Regions from separate parts of the Mus musculus genome. Here region 1 is linked to region 2. Evidence: chromatin contacts called from public Micro-C data. All regions are on one chromosome and are shown on one strand. The core of a region is the stretch at or near the end of the contact, and the rest is flanking DNA. Distances in the headings are between cores, read along the strand shown. Region 1 overlaps Gm32543 (a long non-coding RNA gene). Region 2 has its middle 270 kb from the start of Gm20125.

Region 1 (6,097 bases), core at 1,563-4,062, 140 kb after region 2:
CTTGTCTCAGGTGCCCTTTGGCTTCACAACCCCTGACCCCCACAATAATCCGGACACCTTTCAAGGGCTCCTGTAATAACCCCCAAAACATTCTTTTGAAACAATCCATTAACCTCTGTTGCTTTGCACTTGGCCCTCAGTAAAGAGAATACAAACATTTTAAGGAAAGCCAGTGACGGAATGACCTAACTCTAGACAAAAGCATCTGAAATGTCATTGACAACCTCAATCGTCTCAGTTTGGTTTGGGATTCCATTTGTTTCAGATTAACAAGGCCAGCAAACAGCTATTTCTGTGTCCCTAAAGTAATAATATAGTAACTCCAATTTAAAAATGAAGGAGAAAAACTAGTCATAATATTAGTACCAGACAACAAATAACACGGTGGCAAATGCATACTTTCCCCGGGGCATTTGGTCTAATCGCTCTGTGATCTCTAGAACTCCTCTTAGCCTTTTTCTTTCCAAGTCTGAATTCCAGTGATAGCATCCACAGACAACAAGCTGCCATGGAGACACCTAGTCTTGTCAGTTGCTTCCCGGCTGACATGGAAGAGACTGCCAGAGAAGTCACATAAAGTCGGAGCAGCCATGATCACAATGTTTGCCAATTTGCTTTTAGTTTGAGGACTTAAAACACACACACACACACACACACACACACACACACACACACACACACACACACCTGAACAGTCTACATTTTGTGGGTTTTTTTTTTAAGTTTTTCTTTATTGGAAGATGGAACTGTAAGATCCTGACTTTGATTCTTCCATCCTGTCTTCATAATGACCCTATTAACATTACCGTATAGCTTGAGTGTATTTAGTGTGTGAAAACCCAAGGTTAACATTGAGGGTCTTTCATCATTCTCCACCTTTTGTTTTGTTTTGTTTTGTTTTATTTTTTTTTTTTGTTTTGAAACAGTCTTTTAGTGAACCTGGGGCTCACAGATTTGACTATACTGGCTGTCGTGCAAAGTCCAGGGAATCCTCCTGTCTCTGCACCCTTCCTTCCTCCAACTACAAATGCTGGGATTAGCAATGGCCAGCTTTTATGTGAATGGGGAGGATTCGAACTCAGGTCCTAATCCTTGTGACCCAGCTCTTTCCTGAGTCATCTCCCCACACCCTCAAACTGTATAGTTCTATGTTTTGTGAAGCCCCATTTGACAGAAGACAAGACTCAGGTGTGGACACATCAGCCACATGGCTTTAGAGGTACTGAGTCAGGGCAGGTGGTTTTCAGGTCTAAGCCAGAACACCACCCCAACAGGGCAGACCCCAGGAAACAGTGAGAAGAGACTTTAAAGATTCACATGTAGAATTCAAGAAGAAATCAATCTGGGCATATATTTCCCTTTCGTAGAGTCCGTCAGTTTCGGGGTTGTTGTTTGAGTGTTCGGTTTTGGTTTTGGTTTGTTTCATTTTTTTTTCTTTGTTTGTTTTTAAAAGTAGAATAGTGTGGGAAAAGGAAGGAGGAAAACCATCTACAGATTTGGAAAACAGTTTGATCTAAAGAGGTCATTCTGTGAGTTTGCTTACTTCCTGGACTATCAGCGGTAGATTTAGCTGTATCTTCTGAGCTACTGATTAGCAAGTACAATGTCAATTTACAGATTTTGTTAATCATTGTCCCTTTAGCGAGCACATTTTCCAATCTGTTTGAAAATTAGTCAAGTAGTTCAGAAAAAAAAAAAAAAAAAAAAAAGGTATACTGAGCCAGTTTGATGGGAGAGAAGAGAGCTCAGACACTGTGCCGGCATCAATGTTTACCAAGTTGAGACCCTCCTAAGATTCTAAGAAAAAGAACTCCTGGAGGAAGTTCCTGCCCTCAGAAAAGCATTCCACAAGGCTTACCAATTAAGGAAATCCAAGACTTGAGAGATGTTTCCCTCCCGACAAGCCATCCCAAACAGATGAACTTACCATGTAAAATAATCAATAAAGAGGATATCATAAGGATATCATAAACAGAAGTAAGTGAAGAGGACACGGTGGTGGCTTGTTTCCTTTTACTGAAAGCATCTCCAGTAATTACCATCAAACTGGACTAAATCTGAGATGGCAGTGACCGTGCCTGGCTAGATAGCCCTGTTTGTCATTGTTTGGTTAGACTGCAAATGTCTTTTAAATCTCTTTAATTTGAAAGATTTTTTTTTTCCAGCAAGTAACTCTCTTGGCCTTCTGAGCAACAGAGTATCTGTGTTTTTTTTTTTTTTTTTTTTTTTTTCTAAATTTGGTTGTTATGTTGTTGTTTGATTTTATTCAGGAGGAGGGCATGGGGATAAAGGACAGAGTGTGTTTGTGTGATGCATATTTTTTCCGTAAATTAAATGAGATGATACTATGACCCACCGGCTCTGTCACGCTCCCTCCTCCTTCCCCCGTACCCTCCCTCCTCCGGTTCTTGTCGCTCTTCTGCTAGTGGGAAGTCTGGAGGCATTTAGGCATACGGTGAGGTGAAGAAGAAAATTTTAAAGTTATACCGTTTATTTTTTTTTTTAAACCATGTCCATGTGGAATTTTCAGGCAAACAAACACTTGTTTTTGAATCCTGAACAAAATAAAGAGACAAGAAGATGTGCATCTGCATGCACAGAGCTGGGTGATAAAGACAGAAGAGAGGTGCTAGAAAAATATTCCAAGAAGGCGCTGCTGGTATTTGCGTTACTTCTAGGCCAAAAGGCGAAGGTTCTCCTGAGGGTAGGGTTGTTTTCCCCAGGACCGAGTGGGACAAAGGATAAGGAAGGCAGAGTTTTGTTTGTAGTGACTGTCAATTTCTGTGAGAAATTATCCACTCCAGTAAGTTTTGTTATTTTGGCAGCTTTATTCTCAGACCTGACAGTGCCCTTTCCTTTCAGGCAGGGTGCGGGCGGGGGCTGGGAGGGAGGACCGGGGGCTGGGAGGGAGGACCAGGTTCGAGTGATCTCTGGGAGCGGTTGGAGGCAACAGCTGTAGGCAGGGATGAGAAAGGCCCTGGGAGAGAGGAGCGTTGTTGTTTCTCCGTTTCTCAAGCTGCTCTTCTTTCTGCTCTTGTTTATGCTTCAGAATTTCACACTGTGGTTAAAGGAGACAAGGTGTAATTTAGCATGCCCCTTGTAAATGCTGAGCGCCAGCACTTAGGCACACACAGGGAGTTTTAATGGGTACACAAATTAAGACAGTACCTTCAGAGAAAAATAAAAATCTTAAATAATAAGCAAAAGCTGACAGTTAGCTATGGTCAGTGCAGCCTGTTGTTTTTGTTGTTGTTGTTGTTGTTGTTGTTTTTGCTTTCTATTTAGAGGCAAAAAACCTGTAAATCCAGTTTCTGAGCTGTAATTTGGAGTTATACCAAAGAAGAATGCTGTAAATAAGACCAAGTTAAAATATGTACTCCAGAGTAAGCATTTTACTGTGACATTATTAAAAAAAAAAAAAAGCAAAAGCAAACTTTACGTTTACTGAAAAGGAATGTTCCAGTAATTACCACAAGATTCCACAGCTGCTAAATGAGAGAAACTATTTTTCTTTCTTGGAATGTAACTCATCAAGTCTCACAATTGCCTCATAACTAATCAGGGCTCTTATGAAAATGTTAGTAGCCAAAAGAGCCACTTGGATTGTCTTCGTTCCTCTGACAGGCATGCCTGCCACTTCTAATAACCTCCCTTTTAAAACTTTAAAATGTGTTCGCTCAAAATGTGCTTTAACAACAACAATAAAATATGCTCTAAAATATTCACACAGGATTTCAATAGAGCATCAATTTCCTTAAGCATTTCTTTACAACATGCAATGAAAAGACACTCAGGGAAAAGGAAGGGTGCACTTGGTGATGTTGGGAAAAACTACTTCCAGGGTTCTTTTAAAATCTCATTATTTGAGGACACGATGCTGGGAAGCCCCATTGCAAGACTATATATGTGACATCCAGGAAAACAACCATACCTGAATTCAACTTTGTTCATACATGTAAATATCGACCCCAAACATTTGGCCAAGATGTTATGTTGGGTTTAGCAAACATAATTACAGGCCAAACACAAATACTGCTCATAATTTGTGTGTAGTGGGAACTTAAATTGCATTCAATAAGAACTTGTGGCTTGCTTTCTTTGCTCCTAGATCCCAGGCCTTGTATCAGTCAGCAATTACAACAATGCCACTGAACAATAGATCTTGACATATTTGTAACATAGAAAAGGTAGCATTTCTCCTATACTGGTCTATATGTGAGTCAGACTTGGCTGATATATATGAGGTTTCCTTGGACTTGACCCCGGCCTTTGAAATGAGTCAAATTTAGCCATTCTTCCACAATTCAGTGGCTGTCAGACTCAAGAGTTTTTCAGAATTAAAAGAAAGAGGGCTAAACTGGAAGTTCATTTTAAGCTCTTGCTCTTGTGACGTCTAACACCTCATTGGCCAAAATAAGTCACACATCAAACCCATCACAAACGGAAGAAGAAGATGTCACTCTTAAGAAATAGTGATAATAATGTGGCTAGGGTGATGGCTCAATGGTTAAGGTTACTTATGGAGGACCTGGGTTCTATTCCTAGCATCCACAGTGTGACCCACAACCATCCGTAACTCTAGGTCTAGAGGACTTGACTCCCTCTCTGAATTCCAAGGGCACAGACACACACGCAGGCAAAACACTTGTATACATAAAACGCATCTTTAGAAATGAGCAAAAATTTTTTAAGCAGTAATAGTGCTGAAGAGGAAAGTGAATACGTGCTGGAGGAAATCCAAAGCCTTCCCTCTCTGCGGCAATGCTTTCTCCAGGAAATCTCATCAAACCGGAAGATCAGCTTCCTCTCCTCACATGCATAATTCATAACTTACATTTCCAGCTCAAAACTCTCCCTTTAGTTTCATAGTTTCATAACCAAAGAATTATTTGATACTTGTGCTTGGTTATTTCAAAGATGTTTTACATTTATTATGTCTCAAACAGAACTCATGATGGCCCAACTCCCACCCATGGGCTGAAAGAGAGGTGCTGGTTATATCCTGTCAGCCACTGCATGCTCCAGCACCCATTCATACAAATTAGAAATCAAAGAATCTGTAATATTGCCTCTTCTTCAAGTTCAGTGTCCAACTGATCTCCAGACTTATTTTACCTTGGGCTTTTCACTTCTCCACATCTTTACCAGAACCCCCCTCCACATTTCTGTATCCCACACCTCATCCCTATGATATCTACTAACCACCACAGCCATTATTTTAAAAATCAACTTCATTTTCTTTAATTTCCCCAGTACTTACAATAATCATCACTAAATTATTAAACCACAAAATTATTAAATAAATATAAGGTGCACACAAAACCCATAAACAGCTCAAGGGAGATCAGTATACACAGGGAGCAACTGGAATATGTGCAAATAGTGTACAGGCAAATAGTTGTCAGATTTGCCTGTGTATGGTCACAGTCCCTCTGCCACAGGAGAGCCTTTCTGGCCTTGTAGAGAGAGCTGTTCCCATAACCTCTAGCTATCAGCCATGGTGAACTCTGTTACGTTCTACCACACAAAGTTCCAGAGAAAGCAGAGAACTCTCGTGTCCCTGGGCACCAGAGTTTGTTTGTAATGGTTCCTCCTTTCACAGACTTGTTCCAGGATTTGTGCACCAGGGCGGCGACTTCACATGCCACAGTGGCCCTAATGGCAAGTTCATCTACAGGGCGAAATGGAAGGGTAATAATTTCATCCCAAAGCTTATAGTCCCAATGCAAATGTTGAACTAAACACAGATGTTTCTCAGTTTGTTCTTCTTGTTGTTGTCAGTGGTGGTGGTGGTGGTGGTGGTGTTTTAATCTCACTGCCAAGACTGACTGGAGGGCAGATAGGAGGCATTGGGAAGATAAAAGATGGCGTGAGTGTCTTGGAACCTATGGAGCACTCAGTCTAGGAATAGGAAGACTAAGAAGAAGATCACAACAGCTAAATGGACTGCTCTGGTACTGTTGGCTTTTGTTTCTCTTAACTGCCAGACCATTCCCTCTGCCCCTCAGCAGAGCTGCCCTCCCCCACATCACTCTCAGTATCCCATAGTGTATCTTGTCTTTCAGTTCTCGGGGACCCGTGTTTTCCTTATTCTTCT
Region 2 (6,964 bases), core at 1,716-4,215:
ATATGCATGCTAGAGGAAAGTCTTATGATTACATTCATTTTAATCTCCCCAGGGTGTCTAAGCACTTGGAATATTAGTGTCAGAGTTATGTAGTTGTCAAGGAATTCCCCATAAAAAGACTCTGGTGTCATCTAAAAGCAAATAATTTTTGTCCCTCCATTACATAAGTAAATAAGGCCTCTGGGCAACAGAAATAGTTTTCCTGACATTCAGACAGTAAAGCATATTTACTACATAAGGCATTTTTCTCCAGTTTTCAGAAAATTTGAAGAATGTTAGCTATGTGCTTCCTAAACCATAGGGGATTAGAAACTGAGAGGGGGAAAGGATGGAGTCTAGTCATAGAGCAGGCACTTCAAGCATGACAGAGACTACTATAACAGAATACTACTAAAAGCAAATTTATATTCATATTATATTTATAATATATTTATATGAATAATGTAAATATTTATATAAATGTAAAATGTATTTAGAAATTTTATTTTTTTCAGGACATAGGTACAGAGGAACTGCTATCCAATGCCAGTACAATGTTAAAGTTCAAATGAACATTGTATTGAAATAAAAGTTATCAAGAATGGAAGTCAAAGAGAAGAAGAAATTGTATCTAGCACTTCAAGTGTTCATTGAGAAATGTGGTATTTTGTTAATTGTCTTGTTCTGCCATATTGTAACCAGTTTGTACTTTTTACAAAGAGAAAACCATAACTGAATGCATCCCAAAAATATTTAAATCTTAAGATTTTACTGTCTCCTAATTCCTCTTTCCCTTTTGGACAGAGTCTGCACATTTTTCATCCTGCAAGATTACTTGTTCTTAAAACCACATTCATTCTATCTACTCAATTCACGCATGCATGCCAATATGGAGAGGTGACCATTTCTTGCCTTGTATTTTTGCAAATAACAAGGGAGGGAAGCTTGGGCAGGACAGTGGGATCTAATTTTAAACATTTCAGGAGTCAGAAAAAAAATGGTTAAGTATCTTTTCATGAAGGTAGTTGTTCAACAACAGTTGATTAGCAGAGGAATCCTGTCCATGGTAAACATTTACTAGCTATCTGTTTGAGTTGGCCATTTTTGTCTTTGATGAGACACCCTGGCTGCTGATCTCTATTATTCCATCAATCTAGCCACAGTCTGTGAGCCTAATTCTGCAGTGCAGCATACTGGCAAACTGATAGCCCAGGGTATCAGTTAACACAGGGCCTAATGTTTGCTGCTCAAATGACTGCTATGTTCCATGGATAGATTCCAGTGGTGAAGCTTACGGACTTACATCTGATGCAGCTACCTGAAGTCATCGATAGCCAGTTTTCTAGTCCAGCTGATTAGTCCTAACATGAAAGCAATTGACTCACCCACTGACAGTCTAAACCAACACATAATTTCTGACTCAAACATCTGCGATTATTTTAATAGCCTTTTCATACCTCTCTATTCTATTTATCATAACAGAAGCATTTAAAGGGAGAACACTCCTACAGAAAGAGACATGGAGTTCTTTTGTTTTTCTTTCTACTTGGAGCACCAGGGATTAAAGCTCTCGTTCAATTAGAACACATATTTAGCCTTCTAACATATCCCCAGTGAGACAGACGTTCTTCAAAAAATGTCTTATTTAAGAAATTGGTTGTCCACCCTTTTTAAAAGTATCCATATTGAAAAAAATTCCCCTATTTCTCCTTTCGGTCCATTAGTTTGCAAATATATTGAACTCTTTTTCACCATTCAGGATTATTATCTCTTAAATTACAATTTGTCAATTGCCTGAACCAACAAGGCCTTCAAACATCTCAAAACTGAGCACACTCTTCATTATCTTGCTATTACTAACAATGTAAACTGAAAACTAAGCCATCATTCTGGCAAGCATGGTTTCCCCTTGCTAATCAGACCATGGATTCTCTCTCCCCTTAGAGAGGTCAGTTTTGAGCCATCCTGTGATCACTGTTGAGCATACCCTGCTGTAGGGGTGTCTTTCCAGCATTATCCACTGTCAACGAGGACAGGCAGATGTCACAACCACACGGCAGTAAATGAAGGAAGAACACAGAACACAGAGTCTTCCTTCCTACTTGAGGAAGCTGCAGCTGATTGTAAAACTACAGAGCTTTAAGACATACCATAGAAACAGAGAACACCAAAGGAAATACTACCCAGGGAAGGGCATGTTTAAACCTTCCTGTTTGCAGCTGCTATCAACATTTTCACCCTAATGTGACCAGAAATCTCAGTTTTCAGTTGAGAAACATGAGTCACGAAACAATACTTGCTAGCCACCTTCACCTTTCCCCTCTCCACCCTCATTCATGCCCTGGTTTTGTTTTGCTTTTCTAACATTTGAATGTCCCCTTAGTTTGTATCCTGACCTACTAGAAAGTTAAAAAAATATCATTAAGTCAGTTGATCATATAACTGAATTCAAGTTACAGCCCACAATCACTTGTAAATGGCTATAAGATGCCTTCTTTCTTTCTTTCTTTCTTTCTTTCTTTCTTTCTTTCTTTCTTTCTTTCTTTCTTTTTCTTTCTTTCTCTCTTTCTCTCTCTCTCTCTCTCTCTCTCTCTCTCTCTCTCTCTCTCTCTCTTTCTTCTTCTTCTTCTTCTTCTTCTTCTTCTTCTTCTTCTTCTTCTTCTTCTTCTTCTTCTTTTTCTGACTTCTTGCCTCTAATTAATAAGAGTAAAATCTTTTCTGGAACTAAAAAAAAAAATCAAACTCAGTGGATTACTAAATGTTATATAAATAGGGCTCCATTGTGTGAGATTCACCCCCTTTCAGAAACTCTTGATTCTTCCTTCTCTCCGTGCTGGGAGGGAAGTAAAGGACAAAGGCATCATTAAAACCGGTTAACCTGATCATTTTCAAACAGACATGTGCAAAGCATCTAGGCTGGGAACCCTTTGGCAACTAAATTGTCAGGGAATAATTTATTACTGACAAGAACAGAGTGTGCAGTGGAATATCCCAAACAAGAGCATGCTCAATGAGCCAGAGGCTTGCTATAAATATCTTCCCCAGGATTGCACTTCCTAGAGTCTAAAATTATTCTAAAAGCATCACGTTCCGAGGGGAGGGGAGGAAAGGGGGTTGTGCTGTGCTGGACAGCCAAGTAGCGGGATCAAGGCAGCAGGGTTTTCTTGTGATTGTTCTAGTGACTAACCTCATTAAGTCTGTTTGCCTCTTGATTTCATAAAACAAGAATAATGAGAAAAACCTCTGAATTCCTTTCAAGATCTGAAATCTTGCAATGACAACATTGATAACCTATACACAGAACCCTGGCATCTGATGTTATGCAAACTGATCTAGGCCCATTCAAAGAAAATAGAATTTGGGCAGCTTAGGTTCAGCAAGTCAAAGAGCCCTGCTGCTAAGCCTGACAGCTGAGTATATTCAATTCTTCAGGAGTCACATGCTGAGTCACATGCTGGATGAAAAACTGAGCCCTCCCCCTCCCAAGTTGTCCTCTGACCTTCATACCCATGGCATAGAATGTGCATGCACAGACACAGAAAGTAAATTTTCAAAAAAAAAAAAAGAAAGAAAATAGAATTCAAAAATTGTAAACTAGGGCTGTTTTCAAATAACCTTTTGATTTTCATGTGAGCTATATAATCAAAAAATGTTCTTCCACATAGTGATAGTGAGTATGGCAATATAGAAAGTAAAAATTGTGCAAAGATGTTATATATGTATTTATATATATATACACACACATATATACACACACACACAAGCTAGGGCTTCAATTTTCAAAGCACAAATTTTTGTAATGTTTATCAAATTTGTTTATTCACTGTGTGAATGTGTGTGTATGTGCTCAAACCAACTATATCATATCACAGTGGGCTTGTGGAAGTTAGAGGATATCTTCCTGGAGCTGGCTAGCGATCTCCTTCCTTCACGTGAGTCCCAGAGATGGAACTCAAGTTTCCAGGCCTTATAGCAAATGCAAATGAAAAAAAAAAAAAGCTACAAAAGATAAATACTTCAAAAAATGTGGTAATAAGCAGAATTCATCTCCCCTTGATCTCTTCGTGTTTCACATTCTGCCTACATTTTAAGGTCCTTTCTATGTGTCTCTATCAAGTGCCTGTTTGGCAGGATCCATATTTTATTAATGTTTCTTTTTCTGCGTAGTATGTTACCTATAAGGACTATCAGTAAATGTGTGTGGAATTAAATACTGTTTTCAGTGTCTTGGGTGAGTGTGATACATACTTACCAGGAGTAATGAATCAAACTAAATTTAGCATTTTTTAAATCTGAATTTTAGATAAATCCCCATACTTCTTTCATTATAAGTGACTGAGAAGACTAAGATTTCACATAGAACCTGCAAAAACAAAAAACAAAACAAACCAACAAACAAAAACCTGGTAAAACAGATGTGTTGTCTTGATTTTTAATCTAAAATGAAAACAAAACCAAATCATAGCTATATACTCTTATGCTCCTATTATTCTTCCTGTATGTATCCATCCATCAAACATTTCATGAGTCAGATGCCTAAGTCTCTGTTTATATACTCCTATGAGTAAGATATGGTTCCCTCTTACAATAGTGTTTATAGCACAGAGAGAACGAAACTCACTTGTAGACAACAGATAGTTGTGGTCATATTGATATGCAAACAAGTGATTGACAGTGTTGGCTGAAGGAAGCCTCTGAGGATAAGTAATAGCTAAGGTATTTCTGAGCCAGTCAGAGCAAGAGACTTGGAGAATCCTAGTCAAAAGCAGTAGCTTCATATCTTTATTTAAGAAACTGAAAACAGTGAGTGCATATCATGTGTGTTCTTTTGTGATTGGGTTACCTCACTCAGGATGATGCCCTCCAGACCCATCCATTTGCCTAAGAATTTCATGAATTCATTGTTTTTAATAGCTGAGTAGTACTCTATTGTGTAAATGGACCACATTTTCTGTATCCATTCCTCTGTTGAGGGACATCTAGGTTCTTTCCAGCTTCTGGCTATTATAAATAAGGCTGCTATGAACATAGTGGAGCATGTGTCCTTATTACAAGTTAGAACATCTTCTGGGTATATGCCCAGGAGAGGTATTGCTGGATCTTCCAGGCACTCACTGATAAGGGGATATTAGCCCAGAAATTTAGAATACCCAAGATACAATTTGCAAAACACATGAAACTCAAGAAGAAGGAAGACTTAAGTGTGGATACTGCATTCCTTCTTAGAATGGGGAACAGAATACCCATGGATGGAGTTACAGAGACAAAGTTCGGAGCAGAACATGAAGGCAGAGACTGCCCCACTTGGGGATCCACCCCATAAACAACCACCAAACCCAGATACTAGGCAGATGCCAACAAGAGCCTCCTGACAGGGGCCTGATATAGCCGTCTCCTGCAAGGCTCTGCCAGTGCCTGGCAAATACAGAAGTGGATGCTCACAGTCATCCATTGGATGGAGCACAAGGTCCCCAATGAAGGAGCCAGAGAAATATCCAGGGAACTGAAGGGGATTGAAGCTCCATAGAAAGAATATCAATATGAACTAACCAGTACCTTCAGAGCTCCTTGGAACTATACAACCAATCAAAGAAAACACATGGTGGAACTGGTGGCTCTAGCTATATTTGTAGCAGAGGACGGCCTCATCGGTCATCAATGGGAGGAGAGGCCCTTGGTCCTGTGAAGGCTCTAAACCCCAGTATAGGGGAATGTCAAGACCATGAATGGGAGTGGGTGGGTTGGGGAGCAGGGGGAAGGGGAGGGGATAGGGGGTTTTCAGAGGGGAAACTAGGAAAGGGGATAACATTTAAAATGGAAATAAAAAAATCTAATTCAAAAAAAAAAGAAAGAAAGAAAGAAAGAAAGAAAGAAAGAAAGAAAGAAAGAAAGAAAGAAAGAAAGAAAGAAAGGGAGAAACTGAAAACAGTACTTATGCCAGATATTTTTCTAAGCACATTAAAACCAGTGTCTTCTTTAATAGGAAAACGTAAAAGGGACCATTGGTACCCTAAGGTTGCACACCAGGAGAAAGAAGGCAGAGAGAATAAATGGAATTTCACAGGTCAAGATACCTGCTTTTAGATAGTCAAGCTGTTTGAACCTAGTTCTGTTCCCGTCTCTAACTGCACCACATTTATTATGCCCTTAGCAGCCTATTCATCCATTTGTTCAGGCTCTAACCTATGTGTAGACTTGGATGCTATCAGCTCTTCTGATGATGCCTCAAGTATTGCCTAAATAGAGACTCTGAGAACTCATTGTGATTTAAAGCAATAGAGTCATGTGGTCATATTTAGGACTCCAGAAAGAACATTCTGGTTGAAACATAAGGATGAAAGACCAGGAAACCTTGAGCTGAGACACCAAAGGGCTACCAAGGCCACCAAAGGGCTACCAGGGGCTCTTCTGGACAATGCCTAGGCTTCCACCCATACTTTGGAAGAAAGCAAAGCTTCTGTTGTTTACACAAGGATTATGGAGTGAGTAAGGTCTCAGCCTAAACAGCAAGTGCTCTGGAAAGGCCATCTCTGACTTGGGGGCAAAGTAGACAAAGAGGGTTTTCAGAGAGTCTTTAAAGTGCCTATGTAAAATGAGACAGCCAAGGTCAGAAGAAAAAGTGATTTTGGATGACTTGGAGCAGGCCAGGTAAGTGAGGACTTTTTAGCCATCTGCCCTCATCTCCACTCATCACCAGCCAGCTAGTTAGTACAGAGCTAAAGTTCAAACTTTCCTCTCAGTTCGGAGCTCTGAGTTCCTCCAGTAAACAGTGAGACATCTGTAGATTGCCTAGTTTAATAGCTGGCCTGAAGTAAATAAATATAGGTGACTTCTATTGCACCACCACCCTTGCTGCTGAAGATGCACAGAAGTATCACCCTGTACAAAGCCTTATTACTTGTCCATTGTTTTATGGCAGTTCTTAAGACACAGCTCTTCATTAAGTCTTGAAATTCATGTCCTCTACTTCTATTTCCACATTCCT

The links. A called contact is a pair of places that touch in the nucleus more often than the background predicts.
Region 1: a contact with region 2 is called in a Micro-C map of muscle stem cells, with 2.9 times the contacts expected there. The contact joins two enhancer-like sites. A contact is called at or near these places in 7 of 484 Hi-C or Micro-C datasets (the C2C12 cell line, brown adipocytes, epidermal suprabasal cells and 2 more).

Annotation. Positions count from the first base shown.
Region 1 is chr10:17,509,204-17,515,300 of GRCm38.p6, forward strand. It overlaps Gm32543 (a long non-coding RNA gene), which reads right to left. Exons shown (of 4, transcript XR_001779719.1): 4 at 2,877-3,058. Among named protein-coding and RNA genes, the nearest start is that of Gm32656, 150 kb to the right of the region's middle. Within about 2 kb of position 2,813, at least 40 of the 459 cell types and tissues checked have an H3K27ac peak or open chromatin away from gene starts, as enhancers often do. A contact at or near this core is called in muscle stem cells, where this site is marked.
Region 2 is chr10:17,364,221-17,371,184 of GRCm38.p6, forward strand. No RefSeq gene overlaps it. Among named protein-coding and RNA genes, the nearest start is that of Gm20125, 270 kb to the left of the region's middle. Within about 2 kb of position 2,966, at least 56 of the 459 cell types and tissues checked have an H3K27ac peak or open chromatin away from gene starts, as enhancers often do. A contact at or near this core is called in muscle stem cells, where this site is marked.